2 separate regions of the Mus musculus genome follow, and region 2 is linked to region 1. The links are chromatin contacts, called in public promoter capture Hi-C maps. All regions are on one chromosome and are shown on one strand. The core of a region is the stretch at or near the end of the contact, and the rest is flanking DNA. Distances in the headings are between cores, read along the strand shown.

Region 1 (6,418 bases), core at 81-2,580:
TACTAAAATGCTTTAAGATTCTGCTAGCTTGTTGGGACCAAAAACAGAGGGACAGGGGCTCAGTCCAGCAGTATCAATATTTTTTTACAATAACCAATTTGAAAGCACTCAGATTGGCATTCATAATATATCAAGAACAGACCTGCAATTCCTCTCTCCAGCTCTCCTTGGTCTATAGAAGTATGCCCCTTACTCAACAGCAGGTACACTCTGCTCTGGGTCAAGAAGCCTTGTTTTGTGGGAAAAGCTTGTTTGTCATTCCCCCAGTCCTTGGTTGTGACTGGGACCACACAACACTTCCCCTCTTCACCCAGAGCATCAGCGGCTACCCCTGTGGCCATTTGCTTCTTGCTGAAAGTATGAAGTTTGTATTGATTGTCCCCTTGAAAGAGTTCTGACAGCTGGTGGCTAGGAAGGAGATTTTCAGACTCATTTAGACAAGGCTGGCCGACTGCCTAGGAGGTGGCACAAAAAGAGCTTCTAGGAGCATTTCCACTGACTCCCTTACCTTTGGCCATCATCCACTAGTGAAGAACTGTATTTCAAACCTGACACATACCACATTCCTGTGTTCAGACACGGGGCTCCTCCCCTATAAAGCAGCTTTAACACATACCATGAATGAACGAGTAGGCCAAAGAGGTCACCTAAAGATTCCATGCATCCTCTGGAGTATCACTTGATAATTCTGTTAACACTCCCGGAGCACAGGTTCTCTGCTCTAAGTTTCCGATTCCTATATGTTCAACTTTTCAGGAGTGGCAGAATTCGCTTTTCTGAATTACTTTACAGCATTTTTTTCCCTCTCACAAACATAACCCATGTCTGCTCTCACAAATACAGCACAAGCCTGCTACAAAAGCAAAGTCTTCCAATGTTGGAATGAAACCCTTCAAGCCCTTCTGGGAGTCTGGGGCATGGTGACACGCCTGTCATCCCAGCATCCCAGAGGCTGAAGCAGGAGGATCGTGAGTTCGAGGGCGGCTTGGACTACACAACAAGGCCCTTTCTCAAAACTAAACAAGTAAATTGAAATAAAGAAGAAAGGAAACACACACACACACACACACACACACACACACACACACACACACACACACACGCTGAAACCCGCTCCCTGGGCGGCTCGCCCTCCCTCGCAGCCCCTCCGCCGCTCACCGTCCGGCCGAAACTCGAACTCCAAAAACTCGTGCCCAAACTTGCCCTTATGCCCGACGTAGTAGCGAAGGTAGAAATCACTACCCATAGACATTTTTACCCTCGGTAAAGCCCGCTATACCGCGGGGCCAACGTGCCGCCGGCGCGAGGTAGTGACGTCACGGGCGCAGGCAAAGCGCGTCACCAAGGGCGCGTTTACTCCGGTAGGGAACGAAATCCCGGAAAACTGAAGAGGAAGCAAGAGACCCCCAAGAGAACTGAAGGTTCGCATTGGAGCCACCACGATCTCGAGCGCTTTTTTTTTTTTTTTTTTCTTTTTTTGGAAAAGATTTTCATGTCTTCGATTTTTACGTTTTAACTCTGTGACGATGTTATACACGTACATGATGAATTTTAGTCGCTCCCACCATGTTATCTTCTCTCATCCCTTCTCCGCTGAACCAGTCTTACCAATAAGCCCTCCTGTACGTTTACGCCTTGTTTTTGTCTGGGTTGAGGGGAGGCTCACCGAGTTTAATAAGGGTGGCTTGCATGAGCGCGTTGGTGGATACAAAGTCCCGGATTTCATTTTGGCATTCTATATTTTGGTTGAGCCACACTCCACCTCTTCCTCATCTACTGCCCCCAACCCTTGGGCCCAAATTATTCCCGCTGCACTTTCTTGTTAAATGTATCCTGTTACACTTCCCACTCTATTTCTTTAACCTACACTCAGTATCCTCTCTGGTTTAATAACCTACACTCACTAGCACATAAATACACTCATACAAAAGCTAAAATTCTATACAAGATTTGTCTTAATACTTCATCATTACCTCACTATAATAATTGCCAGATTTGTCCGTTTTCCTGTATATTTTATCTTAGCAAAGAAATAGCTAGGGATTTTGTTTCTTTGTTTTCTTCTCGTTTGTTTAAATGGGCTTGGAAGGAACAGATGTAAAACCACTTTTACTTTCGAGTTGCCCTATGCTATAGGTGTGTCTTTTTCTGAGTTTTGAACTAAGGTTTACAAGCTGTACTTATTGTGGGTATCTCTGATCTCGAAGCACATTGTAAAGTGGGGTGTGACTCTACTTCCTGAAACTGGTGAACTGAGAAAAGATACATTCCGGTGGCAACCAGAACACAATCTACCAGAGTCCCTTTTGGTAATACTTCAAAATTTCCAGTAGCTAACAGCCCAGACGGAGACACAGAGTAAAATGAATCTGTCTGGTGGGAGTTTGATGTTTAAATAGCACATGAAACTGAAAAGTCCAGATAGTCATCATAGAAGAGTTTTTCATAGTATACTACAACTCATGAGTCACTAAGGGTTAATGGTTAGTACCCTATATATTTGCAGGGCTAGGTCACAGTTCTCAACAGTTTGAGTTGGAAAAATACGGAACATCCAAGTGTAGTCTTGAAGAGCACAAAATGACAGTGAACTGCACCCAGTTCCCTCGTTCCAATTCCTGATCACCTTTCTTTTAGCACCACTGAGTAATCCTATCGGTGACTGATGGCCTTCTGTCACAATCCTAAGAAAAAGAGTCCAGTCTCAGTACTGGTCCCACGTAACCTTGGACAAGTCATTATCTCTCAACCTGTTTGATCATTAACTAACTAGATACACAGTGATCAACTGCCAAACACAGACCTGAGAAAATTAAACAACATGTATATGATATGCTTTGAAATCTATGCAACACGAGTTTTAACAAGCCTTTTTCTATGTGCCAGAGCAGATGGAAGTTAGTAATAAAGCAATCACAACATTTACACCTTCAGAATAAAAAGAAAGCAAACATATAAGGCAAACACCAGCAAAGGGAAGTAACTGGTATAGTAAAGAATGCATGCAATAGAACAGCTCTGTATGAAAAGGGCAAGTAGTTTTATTGGGGGGTGGAGTTAGAAGTTTACAAACAAGGGTGGTATTAAAGAAGACATATAAAAGGTGCTATTTGAATTGACTTTTTTGGTGACCATATTCTGTGAATGTCTTGGCAGTATAGACAAGCATTTCAGTGCCTTAAAGTAAAGCTGGGTGGTGTGAATGTTTGTATTTGGGGAAAGAAAAAAAACCCCACAATATCTACACCTGAAATCAATAAGTTGCTAGACTTATTGGGGTTTGAGAAAGTGGAGTAACTGTCAAAGCAAGTTGGGGCAGGTTCTCTTTGGCCTTCTTAATAGTTATGTAATTGTTAAATTTGCTCACTCCTGTAGTGGGGTGGTAGGCCGCTATTTAGGAAAATATATTAGAGATGTAAATCAACCTTACCATCAGGATGCCCAACCCTTTCAATTTGTCCAGATTTGAGAAGGATTTTTGGGAAGTAAGGGATGGAAAACTTTCAGTTTTAAAACTGAGAAGGACCTGATTTATTACAAGAATAATTCACAGAAACTTAAGCAATGTGTTTTTATAGCCTCTGTGGAAATATCAGCTAAAATCCCTTTCACTGAATTATACAGAAAGGCTTGTTCAGTGGCCTTAGGATGGCTCTCTGTGCATTTCCTTTAAAATTTTCACACATGTATCAAGTTCATGTTCCTATTTACCTAAGTAGAACTATAGATGTCAGGATTTAAGCCTACTTAAACGCAGTGTAAAATACACACAGTGTTAAGACTTTCTCTTTTTTATTAGATATTTTCTTTATTTACATTTCAAATGTTATCCCATTTCCTAGTTTCCTCTCTGAAAATCCCCTATCCCCTGCTCCCCAACTCACCTACTACTGCTTCCTGGCCCTGGCATTCCCCTATACTGGGGCATAGAATCTTCCCATGACCAAGGGCCTCTCCTCCCATTGATGGCCGACTAGGCCATCCTCTGCTACATATGCAGCTTCCTTAAGTTGGCCCATTATGCTCTGGTCCCCTACCATTTCCTATGAGTTCAGACTTGTCCTCTGGAACTTACATGTTTTTTAGATAAAATAGAAAACTACTTACCTAACTCTCCATCTTGTAATCAAGATTGTATCAAAATGGGACCTTTTGAGATGGTAGACCCCGGGGATGTGGGCAGGTGTTTTGTTTACTGAGTTCTTAAATGTGGCTAGTGAGACAGGGGAAACTAATTTTGTGGAACTCTTAATTTTTATTAATGTAAAATAATATTTAAATATCACATGTGGCTAGAGTTTCTGTCGTTGGTTAGCACAGCTGTGTAAGGGTCTCAGCTATCCATAATCAGACTGGAAGTAGTGAAACATACTGTGAACATTTTCCTTTTTCCATTATTGGAGTTCCAAACTAGGGTAATTACATTGTCAGAGTTTACTTTTGAAAGTAGATGTCTTTACATTGATCATGTGAAACTAAAGGACTGTTTCTGCTTTTGCCAACACTGTGGTCGACTTTATAGCATCTAGTGAAACTATTTTGATGTAGGTAGGAAACAAACCTTCCCAACTGTGATGAAAATTGAGGCTTGATGGTTAATGTAAAATATTTGGTGATAATTTTTTCCACACAAGTGTTTTATTTTTTCAATCATGTGTTGATGCATCAATTTCTTTCATTTCTGTTCATTTTGCTTTTTGTTGAGGCAGGGTCTCATGGAGCCAAACTGGCCTTAAACTCACTAATGTAACTTCTGGCCTTAAATCCATAACCTTCTTCTGCTCACACTAAATGTCCTGGCACTTCAAGTGTGCACCACTACACCTCCCTTTTTTTAGATGTGGCTCTTGCTTGGAGTCATTAATATTTTAATTGCTCGGCTGGGTTCCCCCACCCCCACCCCGTGTACAGAATGCTCTTCTTTTGAACTCTTTTTATGTATCCTCTGCCCATCTACATCTTTTTGTCTATTTAAAGTGACCAAATAATTCCCGCCTTCAATTTTCAGAAACAGTCTCTAATCATATCCTAATAAACAGACAATAAGCTTATATTTTCATTTTCTGTCAGTATAATTGTTGTTTTATACATTTACAGAATAAAATGTCAGAGCTGTCTCTTTCAGTGAAATAAATCTGTGTAGCAATAGCATTATGTAGTCTAATCGAGCATACTGAAGTTGGTACATTTTGAGAAGGAAAAGCTAAAATGTGGTGGCCTGTTTCCATCCATATCCCTCTGTTCACCTGTCCTTTTTTATTCCATCTTAGATTTCTTTATGGATTTCAGCCATGTCTTTTGCCACTGTATTTGCTTTTCAGGTAAATCCCCATCATTCAGGAACACCACACCCCCTAAGACCACTAGTTATCAGGCAGGATCATAGACTACCATGGTGCAAAGGAGTTAATTTCATTACTACATCTGGAACTCTTAGAGTATGTTAGGTTATCCTATGATTTAAACACTAAAACAGAACTTGTAACTTACATTGAAACAAACACAACCTACTAAATTAAATATTGTAGGCTCTCCTCTGGTTTTCTACATGTTCCTATGTCTTCTTATTTCATTGATACGCTAAAGCATTTTATACATTGTTGTAGTAAGATTGAGAAAGTTCTATTAATGTACACTAATAATTTTATTAACCTGTTTTATCTTCATTTAAAATGAAGAAAATGGAGCTGGAGAGACTGCTCAGTGGTTGAGGCTACATGCAGAGGACCTGAGTTTGGTTCTCAGCACCTATGTCAGTCAACCCACAGCCAACAGGAACTCCAGCTTCAGGGAATCCAACCCGACCTTCTGACCTTGTTGGCTACCTGTATCCACCTGCACATACCCAAGAAAGGAAGAGCAAGCCACCCTCTCTCTCATTATGTCTCCTCCCCTTTAACATACATGCTGCATCCCTGTAGACAACCTATCAGCCCTTCACCTGTGTATTCCCTTTTCTAGTTATGATCATGGTTTTATCTTTTACATGTGCAACTTTTAGCATGTATGTGTTCAGCGTATGGCAAATTTGTTAAGTGTGCGCCATATGGAGATCACAGGAAAACTTTGGGTATTCATCCTTGCCTTCTACTTTATTTGGGCTTGGGTCTTTTATTGTTGATTACTGAGTCTGACAGGTAGCCAGACTGTAAGATCCTGGGGATTCCTGTGTCCATTCCCCATCTTGTCAAAGGTGTGCTGGTGTTACAGATGTATGCTACCACATCTGACTTTTGACATGGGTTCTGGATATCCAAATTCCATTCTAAAAACTTGGATGGCAAGCACTTTATTCACTGAACTATTTCCCTAGCTCCACACTGGTTCTTCTTACCTCAAAGTTGTCATACATTCCCAAAGAGTCCCACTCGTGGAGTCTTTTGTATTCTTTCTGTCATTACATGACCTTTCCTTTGGG
Region 2 (6,192 bases), core at 135-2,634, 3.7 Mb after region 1:
TCTGAATTCCGACTTGTGCATTTTATCTTAATTCCCCTCCCTCCACAGGCAATCATCACAAACCTCTTCAAGTGTAGTTTCTGCTTCTCTGTGTTTTAGTAGAAGGTTGTTACATCCATCCATACACACTTGTAATATAACACACATATAATATATATTTGAAACAGGGTCTTACCAAGTAACCCTGACTGTTCTGGAACTTGCTATGTAGACCGGGCAGGCCTCCACTTCACAGAGATTCACCTGCCTCTGTCTCCTGAGTGATGGGATTAAAGGCATGGGCCACCACTCCCAATCTTAGTTATATTATATTTAAATCTATGGCCTTTCCCACAACAGCCTCAGGACTTGGAGCCCTAAATACTCTTAAGGGTATGTTTGACATGCGCTGCGCACATTTTAACAACACACTCTGCCAGAGAAAGGGATACCACGAAGAAAAGCATAGCAGATTGTCTCTAATGCCTCAGTTTCAGAAAGTGTGCCCCACACATTGAGAATGCCAATGCCTCCCCACTAGGGTACACTTGCAGGCACAGGGCATGTAACATACATTGTACCTCACTAGCTTAAGTGGTGGCAGTTCAGATATCTCACGGGTCTCAGGAATTTTGTATTCACAGATCTGCCAGTTTTTTGTTTGTTTGTTTGTTTTTTCGAGACAGGGTTTCAGAAATCTGCCTGCCTCTGCCTCCCAAGCGCTGGGATTAAAGGCGTGTGCCACCACGCTCGGCTCAGATCTGCCAGTCTTGAATAGGTGTCCCCTGAACTCAGAACGGCCTTTCTGGTATCAGTAAGGTCCCAGCTCAAATATCACTGCCTCAGAGACACCTTCTCAGTCTTGCAGCAATCCTGACAATTCTTTCTCCCAAAGCTTTGCTCCCCTATTTTTATGTAGCACTTTTCATAATTCAAAGTGGCCCATTATTACCTATGTATTGTTTGCCTTCTCTTTGCAGTGGAAGTTGATACTGTCCTGCTCTATCATTAGACACCTAGCACAGTCCAAGCATATGGCAGGCTGTCAGTTGTCAAATATATGAAGTAATGAATAAATAGTATCGTGATGTCCATGTGTTTACATTTCTATAGTTAGAAAAGTGATAAGCCAAAGGGAAGACAGCCAAGGCCCTGGAAGGCCGAAGTTGCAGAATGAAATCCTGCCTCAAGAAACCAATTTAAAAAAATAAAAAATAGGGCAGATACCCAAAGGGCAGCAAGAAGGGATCGTCTCAGTTCCTTAGGCACACAGGCTTCCAGCCATTGCTGTTCTTCCAAGTCCCTCCTGTGTGGGGCGCTGCCACGCCAGACCCGCCAGCAGGAGGCGTTCAGAACCTACACTCTAGGAAAGTAATCGCCTACATTTCCCAGCACGCCTTGCGCCTCGGCCCCACTTCCGGAGCCCACGAGCAAGATGGCGGCGGACGAGGAACCCGATTCCCCCTCTGGAGCCCTTCAGACAGCTGCGGAAGAGGAGGAAACGAAAACATTTAAAGACCTGGTGAGAATGGGTGATGCTGGTATTTATTTTGTGATGTTGGCGTTTAGGCTCACCCAGGGTTTGGGTACTTCATATCCCAGCCGGTGGTGTGTAAAAACACCTTGGGGCCTAGCTCATGCTATCTTCAGGCTGTCAGAAACTCGGGGTCTCTTCACGCTCCCTCGGGTGCATTTGCCTTGTAGGATGCCGCTGGGTCGTGAGAGCCCCCGTTTGTTTTTCTCCCCAGTTACTGTAGAGCCTTATGTTATCTAGGGTCACGCGTGACCTCCTTACAAGAGGCAAGTTGTTATGGTGTGCGCCTCACTTTATACACGTGAGGCACTTGGTAGAATAATAGCTAGCCACTGGTCGGAACTGATTTGACGGGTTAAATGAGATAATACATGCAAAGAGTTGACAGCAGCCCCTGGTGAAGAGAAATTGTCTCAAGGCGCTGTCCCATAGTGTTCATATAAAGCAGGGTCTGAGATGTACAGTTATGTAAAGTGCAAAGGGCTACGTATCACCAGGAGGATGGCTCTGATAAAGGTGAGGATGTATTCTTTGCTAAAGTATGGTTTTCTGAATTCAAAGGGTGTTACGGATGTATTGTGTGAAGCTTGTGACCAGTTGGGATGGGCAAAGCCCACCAAGATCCAGATCGAAGCTATTCCTTTGGCCTTGCAAGGTAGGTTGGAATTAAATATGCAGGCTAGTACAGAGCCAGTGTGGCATTATATTCAGTTTTTGTGTTGCTTCTAAGAGCTATTGCTGTCAAATTCCAAGTGAAATAAAGATATAATCTCTCCCTGGGTATGGCAGGACTACTTGAGTTCTTAACACCGAGGAGGCAGAGACCTTGCTTCAAATAAATATAAAGCCAGGTGTGATCACGGTGGCACAAGCCTGTACCATTTGGGAGGTAGACACTGACGTTAATGAATGGTGGGACGACAGTTTTAAACCCCTAGAGCACTCTACTGTCTGAATTTGCATGGCAGATCCTGACTGTTAGCTCTAAGAGATGAGAATTAAGAATCCATACAATGGACCATCAAGAGACCCATAATTAGCCTCCAAACGATGACACCATTGCATACACTAGCAAGCGTTTGGTGCAAGGACCGTGATATAGCCGTCTCTTGTGAGACTATGCCGGGGCCTAGCAAACACATAGGTGGATGCTCAGAGTCAGCTATTGGATGGATCACAGGACCCCCAATGGAGGAGCTAGAGAAAGTATACAAGGAGCTAAAGAGATCTGCAACCCTGTAGGTGCAACATTATGAACTAACCAGTACCCCGGAGCTCTTGACTCTAGCTGCATATGTATCAAAAGATGCCGTAGTCGGCCATCACTGGAAAGAGAGGCCCACTGGACAGGCAAACTTTATATGCCCCAGTACAGGGGAACGCCAGGGCCAAAAAATGGGAATGGGTGGGTAGGGGAGTGGGGGGGGGAGGGTGTGGGAGGCTTTTGGGATAGCATTGGAAATGTAATTGAGGAAAATACGTAATTAAAAAAAAAAAAGAGGAAAAAAAAAAAAAAGAATCCACCATAAAGCTAGGCGTGGTGGTGCACACCTTTAATCCCAGCACTCCATTGGCAGAGACAGGAGGATTTCTGAGAGTTTGGGGCTAGCCTGGTCTACTAAGCAAGTAGGAAAACACTTTGTCTTTAAGACAAAGAACAAACAAACAACGCCCCCCCCCCAAAAAAAAAACCAGAAAGAAAATCCATCTTGCTTATTCTGTATCTTCCAACACCCTTGATCAGACCTTTCTTGAAGTTATCTTTTCATTTCAACACAGTATTTTACTAGCCTGTCTCTTTAGCTACTGTTTCTTTCCTTTGGCTTTATAATAGCGATTCTATCACCATCCTCTATTTCCTTATTCTAAAACAACTTGGACCTACTGAATTAGAATTTTCAGGTGTCAAACCAGGTGGTGGTGGTGCGTGCCTTTAATCCCAGCACTCAGGAGGCAGGGCTTGGCAGATTTCTAAATTTGAGGCTAGCCTGGTCTACACAGCGAGTTCCAGAGCAGCCAGGACTACACAGAGAAGCCCTGTCACAAAAAAAAAAAAAAACCAAAGCAAACACACAGAAGAAGAATTTTCAGATGTGGGACATAGCCCCTCCTTCATAGATTGTACCTCTGATGTGTATGCCCCTCAGGGATGCGAACCGAGTGGAAATTCAGGGCTTTTGTGTGAATGGGAGGAACGAGGTTATGAAGATGCTCATGGGTCACGAGTAGTTTTGGCAACCAGGGGTATTTCATGCCGCCATTCTTTAGGAAGATGAGCTGAAGGCCTGCTGGCATAAGTATATCCTGTGTAGCTTGTAGCTCTCGCTCTCTCTCTCTGAACCTGAAGTTCTCTGTATCCAGAATCATTAACTTCCTCCCAGAACTGATTTTTCTATAGTTCCTGTCTCCGTTTTTGGCTTTTCAGTTTCCCATACTAAAATTGATGTCACCCACCACGTTCCTTTCAACCAGTTTTTGTTCGCTTTTACTTTTGAGATGGGTCCTTGCTGTGCTGTCCAGGCTGGCTTCAAACGCCTAGGCCTGAGTGCTCCTCTTTCTCTGAGCCTCCCATGTAGGTGGGACTACAGCTGTGCACCATCACGTGGACCGTTCAGCTCCTTGCCTCCTCTGGGTTTATCTTCGAGAAGAATAACACCACCTGTGAAATTCCCTGTTTATCAGGATCCATTAGGGGTTTATGAGCCCCTTCCTAGCCTCATTCCTACCTGTTTAATACCCTGCCATTCAGCCCAGGTGGGGCTTCACATAGCCCCGTCATACACTGTTTCTTAGAGCCCCGGCCCTCTGTCCTCATGCAGGAATAGCTGTCCTGCCTTTTGCTTACTTCCATGTAGAATTTGTAGATCTCTGTTAGCCTGGCATTCCCCTTTATGTACTTTTTATCTTTTCTAGGGGCCTGTATTAAGGGCCTTACCTAATTAAACATGTGTGTTGGTAAGATCGCTCAGTGGTTAAAGGCTCTTACTGCTGAGTTTGATTTCTGGGACCCACATGGTAGAAGTAGAGAACGGAGTCCTACACGTTGTCTTCTGACTTGCCACAGTTATACATGGAAAAACACACACACACAGACCACATAAAACAATTTTAGAATTAGAAATTAGCCTTAAGTTAAACTTTTTTGTTTTGTTTTGAGACAGGGTTTCTCGGTGTAGCCTTGGCTATCCTTGAACTCACTCCGTAGATCAGGCTGTCCTTGAACTTAGAGATTGCCTGCCTCTGCCTCCTGAGTGCTGAGATTAAAGGCACAGGCTACCTCTGGCCTGTTACTGAATTTTAGCTAATATAGGGTAGAGGCCGTGCCCTTTTTGTTTATTCAGTTTATTCTAATTGACGAGGGAGAGCCTGTGCCCAGCATTGTGTCCGTATAGAAAACACTGAAGGAGCTCAGAGTGCCTTTCTTTGTAAAAGAGTTTTGTTTTGTTTCTTGCAGGTCGTGATATTATTGGGTTGGCAGAAACGGGATCTGGGAAAACAGGTGCCTTTGCTTTGCCCATCCTGAATGCCCTGCTGGAGACGCCCCAGCGACTGTTCGCCCTGGTCCTCACCCCTACTCGAGAGTTGGCCTTTCAGATCTCTGAGCAGTTCGAGGCCCTGGGGTCATCTATTGGAGTGCAGTGTGGTAAGTGCCTAAGCAGGACAGAGCCCTGTGTGCCATCCCAAGTGGGGAAGGAGAGCAGGAGGGCACGGTATTGACTTAAGGAGCTGGTGTTGTGGTTTAGCCTTGGGAGTGGGTGGACAGATGTAAGTAGAAATCTAATATTGGCTTGAAGGTGCTCACTGAGAAGGTTCTGTGTTTGCTTTGTTTCTGTAGCTGTCATTGTTGGTGGAATTGATTCAATGTCTCAGTCACTAGCATTGGCCAAAAAACCACATATAGTAATAGGTGAGTCACTGACACAGGTAAATACCACCATGACCATATGGGTTGGAGACAGTCTAAAATGTTGGGTGACACCTGGGGAGTGGACCTGTGACTCTGCTGACTCTTCCGTGTCTTCATTGTTTTCTGGGAAGAAGATGATTTTCTTACCTTTGGGTCCTTAACCTTTCTTGGTAGCTACTCCTGGCCGACTGATTGACCACTTGGAAAATACCAAAGGCTTCAACTTAAGAGCTCTTAAGTACTTGGTCATGGATGAAGCAGACCGGATACTGAACATGGATTTTGAGACAGAGGTGAGTTTTTTTTGTTTGTTTGTTGTTTGTTTTTTTGAGATAGGGTTTCTCTCTAACAGCCCTGGCTGTCCTGTGTAGACCAGACTGGCCTTGAACTCACAGAGATCCACCTGTCTCTGCCTCCCAAGTGCTGGGATTAAAGGCATGTGCCACTCTGCCCAGCCTAGAGGTGAGTTTATAACAGCAGTGTCCCTAGAGCTTCTCTGGTCCTCTCTTTGACACTGGTTTTGGTTCCTTGGGCCCCATCTCTGTAGAGCTCTGTGTCGACCTCAGTGAGAGCAGCATCATGCCCACTGTTTCCCTGCAGGCTTGGGGCGTCTCACCTTTAGAATGTGGTCCTGGCTGACCTGAGAGGTGAGGCCTTAACCCTGCACTTCTGTCTCATTTGCTGAGCGAGCTCTGTATACCTGGGGGTTTCACCATCTTTCCTGAGCTGCTTGACAGTGTTGTCTGGTCTAGTATCAAAGTGTAAATATTCA

What was found. Promoter capture Hi-C pulls out the DNA fragments that hold promoters and counts their contacts.
Region 2: a contact with region 1 is called in a promoter capture Hi-C map of liver, with 6 times the contacts expected there. The contact joins the promoter of Ddx47 here to the promoter of Magohb in region 1. A contact is called at or near these places in 2 of 39 promoter capture datasets (liver and pre-B cells).

What each region holds. Positions count from the first base shown.
Region 1 is chr6:131,291,914-131,298,331 of GRCm38.p6, forward strand. Magohb (mago homolog B, exon junction complex core component) reads right to left here and starts at 1,331. Exons shown (of 5, transcript NM_025564.2): 1 at 1,159-1,331. The coding sequence starts at 1,252.
Region 2 is chr6:135,010,228-135,016,419 of GRCm38.p6, forward strand. Ddx47 (DEAD box helicase 47) reads left to right here and starts at 1,385. Exons shown (of 12, transcript NM_026360.3): 1 at 1,385-1,501; 2 at 2,075-2,168; 3 at 4,968-5,156; 4 at 5,349-5,420; 5 at 5,595-5,713. The coding sequence starts at 1,415.